Regions from separate parts of the Sus scrofa genome. Here region 2 is linked to region 1. Evidence: chromatin contacts called from public HiChIP or PLAC-seq data. All regions are on one chromosome and are shown on one strand. Each heading gives the region's core, a stretch centred on a gene start, on an enhancer-like site or on the middle of the called end of the contact. The rest is flanking DNA. Distances are from core to core; before and after follow the strand shown. Region 1 overlaps CMSS1 (protein CMSS1). Region 2 overlaps CMSS1 (protein CMSS1).

Region 1 (5,905 bases), core at 829-3,328:
GCTTATCTCCAGTCCACTTAGCTGTTTTTCTGGGCTTTTGTCTTATTCTTTCAGCTGGCTCATATTTCTCGACCTTTTAATTTTGTACAGTTTTGTGTGTGGTTTTCTTTTTGCAATCTTGTAGCCTCTCTTGGTTTTGGTGTCTGCCCCCTGGTGGGTGAAGCTGATACATGGGCTTGTGGTAGGCATCCTGGTGGGAGAGTTTATGCCTATCCACTGGTATGTGGAGCTGAATCTTATACTTCTGGTGGGTGGAGCTTTGTCTCTGGGTGTCATTAGAGGTGGCTATGTTCCTAGGAGGAATTCAGGAAGCTTGTTTGCTGACGGGTGGGGCTGTGTTCCCACCCTGTTTGTTATTTGGTCTGGGCTTCTCAGCTCGGATGGGTGGAGCCAGAATTTTCCAAAATGGCCAGCTCCAATGACTATTCCTTGGACCTCCGCCTCCAATGTCATGCCCCCACAGTAAGCCACAGCCATGCCCTGCTTTCCCAGGAGACCCTCCAGGACCTGCAGATAGGTCTGACCTAGATTCTTATGAGTCCCTGCTTTGCCATGGGACCCAGTACACATAAAACCCCGTGTGACCCCTCCAGGAGTGAAGTCTCTGTTAGCCCCAGTCCTGTGGAGCTTCTGTGCTCAAGCCCTACTGGCCTTCAATACCAAATACTCTGGGGGCACCTCCTTCCAATGCCATACTCCCAGGCCGGGGAAGCTGACATGAGGTTCAGAACTCTCATTCCTGTGGGAGAGCTTCTGCAGTACAGTTATTTTCCAATCTGCGGGCCGCCCACCCATGGGTGTGGGGATTGCTTATATCATGAAAGCATCCCTCCTACCATCTTGATGTGGCTTCTTTTTCTTTGGGTGCAGGATATCTTTTTTGGTAGTTTCCAGTCTTATTTTCTTGATGGTTGTTCAGCAGTTAGTTGTAATTTCGATGTTTTCATGAGAGAAGGTAAGCCTGAGTCCAGGGGAGGGGAGAGGAAGAGAGGAGAAAATGCCCCAATTAATTAACTTAAAAGTTTAGTAAGTTTTTTGGCATATTTTTGGGCAAGTGTGATTCTTCTAAATCTTTAACTCCTTATTTAGGGTTCCTTTTTTTTAAAAACTGCCTAGGGAGTTCCCATAGTGGCTCAGTGGTTAATGAACCTGACTTGTAACCATGAGGTTGCAGGTTCAATCCCTGGCCGCACTCACTGGGTTAAGGATCTGGCATTGCCATGAGCTATGGTGTAGGTCGCAGATGTGGCTCGGATCTGGCATTGCTGTGGCTGTTGCGTAGGCCAGCAGCTGTAGCTCCGATTGGACCCCTAGCCTGGGAACCTCCATATGCCTTGGGTGTGGCCTAAAAAGACAAAAGACCAAAAAAATAAATAAAATAAAAAAACTGCCTAGAGACAAAACCTTGCTTATTAATTGTCAAAGACAGATACTGGTTGGAATTGGTTTCTAATGGTTAGTTGACCTACCCTGAGTCCTCATCTTTTTACCTAGTCTCTCTGAGAGTAAATATCAGCATGCGTAACACAGCTGGCAAAGTATAGAAATTTTCAGTACTACAGGATTTGTACTTCATAAAGTTGTCTCTTGTCTGTGGAAATTGACCCCATAAATTTGCTTCTTCATTGGCACCCTACTGAAACCAGCTGAAGCGACTGCTCCCAGAAAATAAATATCATATTCCATTTCCTTTAAAATGATGTAAGAATTTGAACCTGGTGTGTAAATCTGATAGTGTCTTGACAAAAGCAGTTGTTAATAAGCATGTTTCTTTTTTCCCTTGCATGATTGAGAATTGTGTTTTTATTTTTTCTTCCAGAATTAGAATCCATATCCTTATAATTGAGCTCATATCCACGTTTAATTTGTGACATGTTTAATTGGCTTTGTAAGCACAGAATAAATATAACCTACATGTTAAACATACTCTTACAGAGCACCCCCATTTGCCAAATAAGAAAATGGAATAGGTTTCTACATCTCCTTCTCCCAAACCTTGATACTGGTGACAAGACACTGCAGTATGTCTTGAGGTATCTGCTAATTGTATCCAGGCCTTTGCCATGGGAGCATGAGCTGAATTTGGCTTGATCTATAATTGGACTCTTATGACTGTCTGGCAGCTTCTGTGACATTTTAGTGGCCTTGGCCCAGTTTCTAATTGGCATCAGATTAGCATGTATCTGCATCCACAAGACAGTTTTAACTTTCTGAATAAGAGAGGTCATAACACTTTTCTTTTCTTTAGCTATGATGCCATTGCACTTTTTAACTAAGAAGCAGCTGAAATTTCAAGATCCCCATGTTACTTTAATCCTGAGCCTTTTGAATCTACTTCTGTATAACTGAAACAGAGTCTAGAAACTTGGTCCTGGCCTCATGTCTTGAAGAAATTATGTAGTATTATATCTCTCTGGCTTCAGGCCATAGGCATTCTTAATCTACAGGCTGTCTGCAGACTTTAATAGAAAGCTTCATCTGTAATCATTTTAAAGAGAGCCAGTGGAGACAAGATTGCTTTAGTTAGTAGTTTACCAGCTTAAAGTGAATACACTCTGGTTGAAATGGAAACTTAAGAAAAAAAACGCAGAATAAATTTTCACTTACGTTTTATATCTTGGCAATTTGTTTGAAAATATTCCATAAAAGATCCAACACAGGAAACATTTTATATAACTACTTATGATTAATAAATAAGGAATCTGAAGCATTCTGTTTTATAAATCAATGTCTTAGTCCAAATTTCCTGTTTTTTTACATTAAAAAAAAAAAAAAAAAACCTTAGGGTAAAAATAGCACTAAACTGTATAGGGTACTCCGGGGGTCAAGGCAACAGGCAAAATCAATTACTTAGGATACCATAGTACTGAGACTTTTGTCAGACCATCAGCTGAAACATTCATTTTGTAGTCACTATAGATAAGGCATTTGGTGCAGCTGGTTTTATAAAAATATAAGTAAATATATCCTACTTTAGATCTTCTGTGCTTATGGAGAAGAGAAAAGGAATGGATAATAAAATAGTAAGTCAGTGCCTTGGAAATACAGGCTCACATATTACTAGTTCACGGAAAACACTAGTCATGCCAGTCAAAGACTTTCTTACCACATCTTAATTTTAATCACATCCCTTTCTGCCTGTGTTTTACAAACCTGGCCACTGTCTTCAATCTTTAATACCCTGCACCACCACCTCAAACACATATATACACCCACTTACACATTTTGACCTTTATTCAAAGATTTTCCAGTCTTAAGTCATCCGTACTTTCTTACTTTTACAAATTCTCTCAGCCCAGCCCCTGCATAATAGCCTACCCTGGGTTTTCCAGCATTTCTTTGTCCATAGAATATTACAAAGGCCCTCTGAGGAATACATGCATGATAGTACATACTTTGGGATTTATACCGTTAGTTGATACCTCATCATGCTAAGATGAAAGTTTTCACATTTGTATTTTTTTATAGCCTAAAGAATGTTTCTTGATACAACCAAAGGAAACAAATGAGGATGCCACCAAGACCAGGAAGAGGAGAAAGGTAATAATAATGTCTTACAATGCTGTGGCCCCACATGGAAATGTGTGGTTTCCACCACATGTTTACAGAGTGTACTTTGATGAAGCAATTATGTTTCCCCCACTTTAGAGATGCAAAGATTGTAAAATTCATTGAGGTTTGGTGACTTTCCTAAGGTCACTAGTAATAAGTGTGTTTCTGTTGGAGCCAAAATACATTCTTCTAATTCCTATTTCAGTACTCCAAACCACCCTGTGTTTTTACTGTGGTTAGAAGTCAGACATAGGTTTCTAATTCTAGAAGGGGCCCAGAACTATCCTGCCCTCCGGCCTCTCTGGTTCTGTCCAAGAAAAGAAATTTACCTTTCTTTTCTTCATTTCATTTTTTATAAACCTTATATCCTAGAGTATTAATAAGAAAATAATAAGCAGACGAAAGTAGTATAGTATAAGGCATTCCTAACTCTGATTTTGAACCATAATTTAAGCAAAAGGTTCCTGTTGCATTTTAATACTTGCTTGTGGACATATGGAAAATTCTGCTCCTATACAAACTTTCTTATGGCTCAGCCTTAGAGAAAGTGTGGTTAGCTTTGACCTTCCACCACAGTTGTGAAAACAGCAGTGTAATTCTCTCCCTGCCAAGAAGGGTCTACTGCTGTAGTCAGCAGAGGAAATATAATTGGATTAGAGGAAAGAAGATGGACTCAAACCAATTACTTAACAGCAAGCTTTTAGAAAACTGAGAGTGTGTGTGCATGTTCCCCTAGCTCACAAATGGCCAAATAGGAAGATAGGAGGTACCATATTGACTAAGGCTTGGCAAATTCTTAAAGAAATGATTTGAACTTCTCTTTGATAGTTTGTACACTAATGGCCTTCAGGAGTCTTAAGTTCTTGGTGGCTCAAGGTCAGAACTCCAGCTAGATAGTTTAGCCTTGGCTGAGGTCATGGTAAAATCTTCCCACTACTGACATATTTTTTTTTAATTAATTCATTTAACAGAATTTTGACCATTCTTGGCAGTGGTATAAACAGTAAGATAGTATGGGGGGTGGGGGGAACACCAGGAGAAAGCTGACATAGGAGCAAGGAAGGGCTTTTTCTGGATCTTTGGCAAAACATTAGAAAGAAATAAGAAGGGAAGTTTATAGTGAAAGTTAAATGAACAATTGTGTAAATGCTATACAAATAACTCCAAATAAAAATAGATGTTGTAGGAGTTCCTGTGTAACTCAATGGGTTAAGGATCTGGCGTTGTCATTGCTCAGGTTGCTGCTATTGATCCATGGCCCGGGAACTTCCACATGCCACAGGTGCAGCCAAAAAAAAAAAAAAAAAAAAAGGCAGTAGATGTTGTAAGTTATTTCCTGTTCTGCTTTCCATAGGGCCAATTCAAGACTGTCTTTCCTAATACTTGAGAACTGAGTGCCCCTATTCAGTGTGGTCCTTTACTGAGATTACTCCCACAGCTCTTAACTTCAATCCTAGAAATCCAAACTGCAGCTCAGTGCCTTAAAAACCAGGCTAGGCAAGAAATTCTCAATGCTCCCAAGAATTGACTTTTAACAGAAAATAGTACCTAATAGGGTACTGATAGAGACTCCCAAAAAAGTTTCAGTTTTCCTAAAAGTCATAGACCAAGAGTTTGAGTCCTTTAGAACTCCCATTCATACTTGACTATCACCAAAACCTATGCACAGTTTAAATGCCAGAGGAATCAACCTATTCTAAGCCAAATGCCATTCTAAAAATCTCTTTTTTTTCCTTCCTTCTCATCAGAAGAAAATTACTGATATTCTTGCAAAATCAGAGCCTAAACCAGGGACACCTGAAGACCTGCAGAAGCTGATGAAGGACTATTACAGTAGTAACCGCTCAGTGATTGAATTAGAAGAACTAAACATACCAGGTACAAGCAAGCTTCGTGTTGTTTTCTTTTTTCTCTTTACTCTTCTGAGGTTAGTTATTTAGTAGGACCCATTGTTAATTCCTAATAGTTTTCCTGATGAAGAGGAGCAAAATAGGTTTGTCTTTTCTCTAATATATGTTTATGGCTAGGTTTCTCAGCTAGGGTTTTTTTTTTTTTTTTTTTTTTTTGGCTTTTGTCTTTTTAGGGTTGAACCCTCAGCACATGGAAGTTCCCAGGCTAGTGGTCTAATTGGAGCTGTTGCTGCTGACCTACAGCACACCACAGCAATGCCAGATCCTTAACCCACTGAGCAAGGCCAGGGATCAAACCGTCAACCTCATGGTTCTTAGTCAGATTTGTTCCCCTGTGCCACAATGGGAACTCCTCAGCTAGGGATGTTATATTTTCATGCTAAGACTCCTTTCCTCAATCTTATAGTTTTAACTGTTGGATGATTTTATTAAGCTGCTAAATG
Region 2 (6,219 bases), core at 1,131-3,630, 160 kb before region 1:
TTCATTTTACACATGAGACCTGGGTGGTTATAGGACTTAACCAAAGTCCTGAAACTAGTTGGTAGCCAGGCTGTGTGTTCTGACTCCCAAGTGAGGGTTTTCCCATGACACCAGAGAGGACTGATATCCTAGCCCTTCATTGTGCTTGTCTGGCTGCTAGCTGAATACAGGTCTATAAAGTGCACTTTGACTTATTACCACAAAGTATCTAACTTGATGCTTAGTTTACCTGTAGTTATGGTGTTACTAATTAACATATGTTTTTCTTTAAATTCTCCTTGATATCAAAAATGATCCTCGTTTATTATAGGGAGTTAATCCAGGTCATGAGATTTATCATTTCTATCTCTAAATAACCATAATTAGATAAGAGAGAAAGACTGCATGGAAGAATTTTCTTGGTAGGGCTTATCCTCCTCACCCGTCTACAGACCTGTACTGTTCATGGCTGCTTTTGTGAGATAGACCTGCTTTGGGCTTGAGACAGGGCACTAATGTTTATTATATTATTTGATCTCTTTCACAAACATTATGTGTTGACTTTTATAATATCAAGTTGGAAAGATTTTTTTTAAGTCACTTTCCTTTTCCTGCCCTTTCCTTCCAGTGCTTCCCTACTGCCCCACCCCTATCAGGAAAGATTTGACATTACCTAGAGTCAAAATGTACTTAGAACTAAGCAGTTAAAAATAAAATCAAAATCAGAGTTTCTGTCATGGCTCAGTGGAAACGAAACTAACCAGCATTCATGTGGATGCAGTTTTGATCCTTGGCCTTGCTCAGTGGGTTAATGATCTGGCGCTGCTATGAGCTATGGTGTAGGTTATAGACATGGCTCGGATCTGGGCTTTGTTGTGGCTATTGTGTAGGCCAGCAGCCGCAGCTCTGATTCAGCCCCTAGCTTGGGAACCTCCATGTGCCGCGGGTATGGCCCTAAAAAGACAAAAAAATAAAAATAAAAATAATAAAATGAAATCAAAACCATTAGGATGAATATAAAGGAAGGGAAAAAATATTGTACTCAGATCCCTGAGTTGGGTTAAATGGTTTTGCTGTTATTGAACATTTTGTTTAGCTCTGAGCTTCCTGATAGACAAAGCAAAAACAAAACATTTGAGTTTACATTTTTTTGTTTGGTAAAGGGAAATGTATCAGGTCTTCCACAGAGACATTTTTAGCAGGCACTTTATTCTAAGCCAATGACCCTTATGTAAATTAAGCTAAATAACCATCTGGAGTAGGGGATTCATATGCACATTACAGTGGGAGAAGCCCTAGTATGGTCCCCTTTTTGTTGATGAGCAACAGAAGCCCAGAGAAGATAAGTGATCTACCAGTTACCAGGCTTGTTGGCGATAGCACCAGCCTGGAGCCAGTATCCCTCTGTCCCAACCTAGGCCTCAGAGCACCCTTATTTAGAAATCACAGGTATAGTGAGATGTGCTTGAACCAGTACGGTTCAGAACCATACTTGCTACTGGGCACTGGGTTATTAGACTGTCAAGTGAGTGGCATTTAGATTTGATGAAGTCAGAGTATATGGAAGAGGAGTTTCTTCAAGGAGCTTCTCTTTTCACTGAGAAGAGAGACAGGATAGGCCTCTGTCAAATCACTATGGATGGGAAAACTAGAATAAGAAGTATCCTGATTTAAATAAATACTTTGTCAAAACTCTTCTTTCTTAAGCCAGAATTATAGACAAGTTTATATTGTATTTTTATGACAGTGGAGTTATGAGAGAACTTTGGGGAGGGCTTAAACTCAAACTGTGTGTAGTAGTCAGGCAGGTACAGACAGCTGTGTATACAAAAGGCCACGTATAAGACAATAGGAAACGAGACCTGTAGTGCACCAAAAAGCCAGTGTCCTCTTTCCAGGGGATAGCTTCTTCCCAGATCCAGCTGATTTTTGTCTTGTGAAAAATACAGGTATATAGTTGACCACATCTTCTAGTATTTTGAGAGAGAGAAGCTAGAAGTGTGATTATTAAATCTCCTGATTTTAAATGTTGGCAACTCCTTTCTTCTTATTCATGCCAGAAATTTTGGCGTTGTCCTTGACTCCAGTCTTCCTTCCAAAACCCACATCTAATCCATATGGAAATCCTGTTGGCTCTACCCTCAAAATATATTCAGAATCTGATCTCTTCTTAGTGATTTCCTGTTGCACTGCTGTAGCCCAAACCACCATCATCTCTCTCCAGGATTATTCCAGTAGCCTCCCAGCTGCTTTCCCTTCCATGCTTTCTCTCCTACCGCTGGAGGGATCTGTTGAAGCACAAGTCAGATCATGTTGCTCCTCTGCTCACAACCTTCCAGCTTCCCATCTCATTCAGAGTAAGTCAAAGGCCTCCCAGTGCCCCATCACGGCAGCAACAGTGGCCTCCTGCCTGTTCCTCAAATAAACCAGCTCATTACCTCGTCATGACCTTCACCCATGCTGTTCCCTTGCCTACAGTGCTCTTTCCTCCAGTATTTCCATGACCCATCCGCCGCTTCCAACCCTTTTCTCAAATGTCACCCTCTCAATGAGGCCTTCCTTGGCCACTATCTAAACTTGTAGCCACACACATATATACACAACCCTTCCTTATCCCTCTTAGCTTTGTTTTTAGTACATATCATGATCTAATATACTACTTATTTTTTGTATTTATTACCTATCTTCCACATTACAATATAGGTTCTAAAAGGGTAGGGACTTTGGTTTGTGCATTTGTTCCCTCTGTGTAAGTATTTAGAAATGAGCCTCACACATAGTAAGGGCTCAGTAAAATGAATAAATGAATCTAAAAAAACAAAAAAACAAACAGTTCTTTCAACTTCAGGCCAACAAAACTCTTCAGCGGGCCAAGCCCAGCCTATATCCCCTTGGACCCAAGGTAAGGGTGAATACCTTCAGCTGCACCTACTACCTTGGGACAGACTTCATGACTGCATCATGACACCTGCCCTGTTCAGGAAACAATGGAAGAGCTCTTCTGCTCCACCCTGCTGAACTTTAATGCATACATGTTATTCTATGCCTCAGCACTGTTTCCTGATGCATTGCTGTTTAGAATCTAGAGAATAAATGAATTAGTTCAGCATCTTCTGGGAACTTCCAAACTTTGAAATTTGGAAACATCTGAAGAGTTATACTTGCTTTTTCACAAAACAGAGTCCAGAGTTAGATAAACAATGATTAAAAGAAGAGCACTACAAACAGAGGGAAAATCATATATAAAGACTAAGTGTAGAAAATTTTTTGACGTTTTAGAAGAGATCAAGTGAAACTAGAGTAGGGAATAACGTAGAAAATTGGTAGGAAAAGATGTTGGAAAGACAGGCAGGGGCAAATCTTACAGGCCATGATAAGGAGTTTGGATATTATTGTTCAGCCCATTTGGAAGACTCAGAACCCATTACATTACTGTCAACTGTTCATAATGGTAATTTCTTTTTACTGAAGTATGACATGTTTATATACTGATGATGTTTTTCAAACAAGTCAGTCAGTTTGCAATCATTTTATCATCTAGACTCCCTTTTGTTTTAAAAAAATTTTTGGACTTAATTAGTTTAAAAAATCTTGTTTATTTTCACAGTTATAACAAATAATTAAAGTTAATTTGGGGGAGTTCCCGTTGTGGGGCAACAGAAACAAATCCGACTAGTATGCTTGAAGATGCCAGTTCGATCCCTGGCCTCGCCCAGTGAGTCAAGGATCCTGCATTGCTGTGAGCTGTGGTGTAAAGTCACAAACATGGCTCAGATCCTGAGTTGCTGTGGCTATGGTGTAGACTGGCAGCTGCAGCTCCTATTTGACCCCTAGCCTGGGAACTTCCATATGCCACACCTGTGGCCCTAAAAACAAAAAAAGTTAATTTTTTAATATCTTAAATAACTAAATATATTTATTTGTACAGAAAGTAATCTTTGTTTTTATTATATAATACTGTAGATTTAGGTTATAACAATCATTTAGTAAAGGATGGTTCTTCAGACACATTGTCTTTTATATGCATTTTAGTTACATAAAAAAATACCAAATAGTCATTTATTTTACTTTTGCATATGTGTATTTGCCAAGTTACAATCACATTAAAATATATAACATTTTTGCTTCTAAAAAATCTGTATATACTTAGACTGTATCAAATGTACATTCATGTCTTTTCTATAAAAGATATAGCATTTTCTTACTCTTGTTTTTGTTTTTAGCTTCAGAATTCTGCAGGCCAATTGGAGGGATTTTGTAGCTTAGCCTTGGTTATTTAGTGACCTTATAAAAGGGCAAATTCTGAGTCGTGATAACATTGAGATAACAATAGTCAAAGCAAAATCTAGTTATAGGTAGTCTGGAAAGATGAGGTAAAGACCAAGTGTTTAGGATGAGGCATAGAAGGTGTTGTAATATAAAGAGACAGCACAGGGAGTGTGACATAAATAAGAAATATAAGAAGAAAAACCACAGCTCTTTGTAGTTTTCGCATAGCTGACTCAGTAGCACGAGATGGAAATTATAGACATAGAGAAATTCAGAACTGGAAAAGATTATAGAGACCTTATTTTACAGATGAAACAGACCTAGAGAGCACCAAACCCTTTTTCAGTGTCACACAACTAGAGTTAATATAGGATGAAGTTGAAATTTGGAGCTTTTATTTTCTAGCTTACTATTCTTTTATCTACTTTCTTGTGCATTTTTGACTGCGTAGTCATTGGAGTTGTACCAAAATGGAGTGATTTGGCATTGATAAGGGAAGGAAGCTGTCTGCTACCAAAAATGAGTGATGAGACAGAACCTGGACAATGGCTACCTGACTGCATGTTGAGTTTCCATGAAGGAAATTTGGGCTCAAAGTCCTTTAAGAGCTTTTCCAACTCTAACATTAATGAGTTTAGGTAATTTTAATCATATTTGTAGTAGAATAATTATTTGTCCTCCCAATTTTCAAAAATACTGGTCATTTTCATTATGCATGTCTCATTCACTCTAGCCTTTTCTCTGAACCTGTTTTCCCTTTGAGAGCACTTGTTCTCAAGTTGCTTAGTAATGCATGTGCCCAAAAAGCAGGCCAAGACTTCAAACTCTGTTCACCAATTTTAATGATGAATAATCATTGTACCCAGAACTAATTTAACCTTTTACATTAGATCGGTACCCAGTAACTGCTGATTTTTTTTCTACTACACAAATATAAATCAGCTGTATAGTTAGCAAAACAGAGATCTATGGCAATGAAACTAATCAGCTTTCCTACTCTATAGCAAGGACTTGGAATGGTAAAAAGTTTTGGTCAACTTAAAATCCAATAAGGTTAAAAATTATTTTTAAAGTAGATTATGATAAAATTCTTTACTCTGCAACTATATACCTAGTCTTGATTAGGAATGAGAATGTAGATTTGCATTACAGAATAATCTGCATGAAATAGAAACTCTGATTAGAAATGTATTTGCCGTCTGATAGTATCTGCTCTCTTCTGAATATAAAATTATCTTGTCCATCCCATCACCTTGCCTTTGTCCAGCTTTAGATCCTATATTTTTCTGCTATAATTTAGAAGATATTTTCCCAGACATTGACATTTTTAAACTTTGTGCTTAACAGTCATATTTATAATAGGGAATTTCCAGAAAATAAGTGATTCAGTTTCATATGTCCTAAGCCATTATACAGGGTGAATTACTCATTGTTGCAGATATGTGGTCACATTGAGGGCTTTTATGCATGGGTTTAAAACCCAGTTTTCAACTTCTATCCTGCAGTCTGCTGGAATGATTTACAATATATCCTTATTTCCTTCACTCTCACTGACCCGGAATTATCTTGGAAAATGGAGCAAAGGAGGAGATGGAGATAGTTTTTCACATATTATCATAGTGATCCAGTAAGAACTGATTTTTTCTTTTTCTTTTTCAAACAACGAAACTGAGCCCGGCCAGGGAGAAGCCATGTTATAGGACTAGGGAAGTTAAGTACATAATTGTTCAGAACCACCATAAAAAGGAACTTGAGACCCACATCTCTTGGCTCCTATGCCACTGACTGAACAGGGAGTCAAGCTTATGTGTATTTGCCTCACTTTCTCTCCCAAGAGAAAGACCCCCAAATAAAGGCAGTGTCAACAAACTTCTGTTCTAAAAGGTCAGAAAGTAAATGTTTTTACCAGCCATATGGTCTCTATAGAAACTACTCTGTTCTCAGAGTTACTGTCATGGCTCAGTGGTAACG

Evidence for each region. HiChIP or PLAC-seq counts read pairs in DNA pulled down with a chosen protein or histone mark.
Region 2: an H3K27ac HiChIP or PLAC-seq map of skeletal muscle shows a contact between it and region 1. The contact joins two enhancer-like sites. A contact is called at or near these places in 1 of 47 Hi-C or Micro-C datasets (skeletal muscle) and 1 of 2 datasets of contacts at active chromatin or transcription factors (skeletal muscle).

Annotation. Positions count from the first base shown.
Region 1 is chr13:158,820,229-158,826,133 of Sscrofa11.1, reverse strand. It overlaps CMSS1 (protein CMSS1), which reads left to right. Exons shown (of 10, transcript XM_021071314.1): 3 at 3,469-3,540; 4 at 5,301-5,430. Among named protein-coding and RNA genes, the nearest start is that of FILIP1L, 66 kb to the left of the region's middle. Within about 2 kb of position 2,078, at least 10 of the 83 cell types and tissues checked have an H3K27ac peak or open chromatin away from gene starts, as enhancers often do. A contact at or near this core is called in skeletal muscle, where this site is marked.
Region 2 is chr13:158,976,477-158,982,695 of Sscrofa11.1, reverse strand. All of the region lies in intron 1 of CMSS1 (protein CMSS1), which reads left to right. All of the region lies in intron 1 of FILIP1L (filamin A-interacting protein 1-like), which reads right to left. Among named protein-coding and RNA genes, the nearest start is that of FILIP1L, 90 kb to the right of the region's middle. Within about 2 kb of position 2,380, at least 1 of the 83 cell types and tissues checked has an H3K27ac peak or open chromatin away from gene starts, as enhancers often do. A contact at or near this core is called in skeletal muscle, where this site is marked.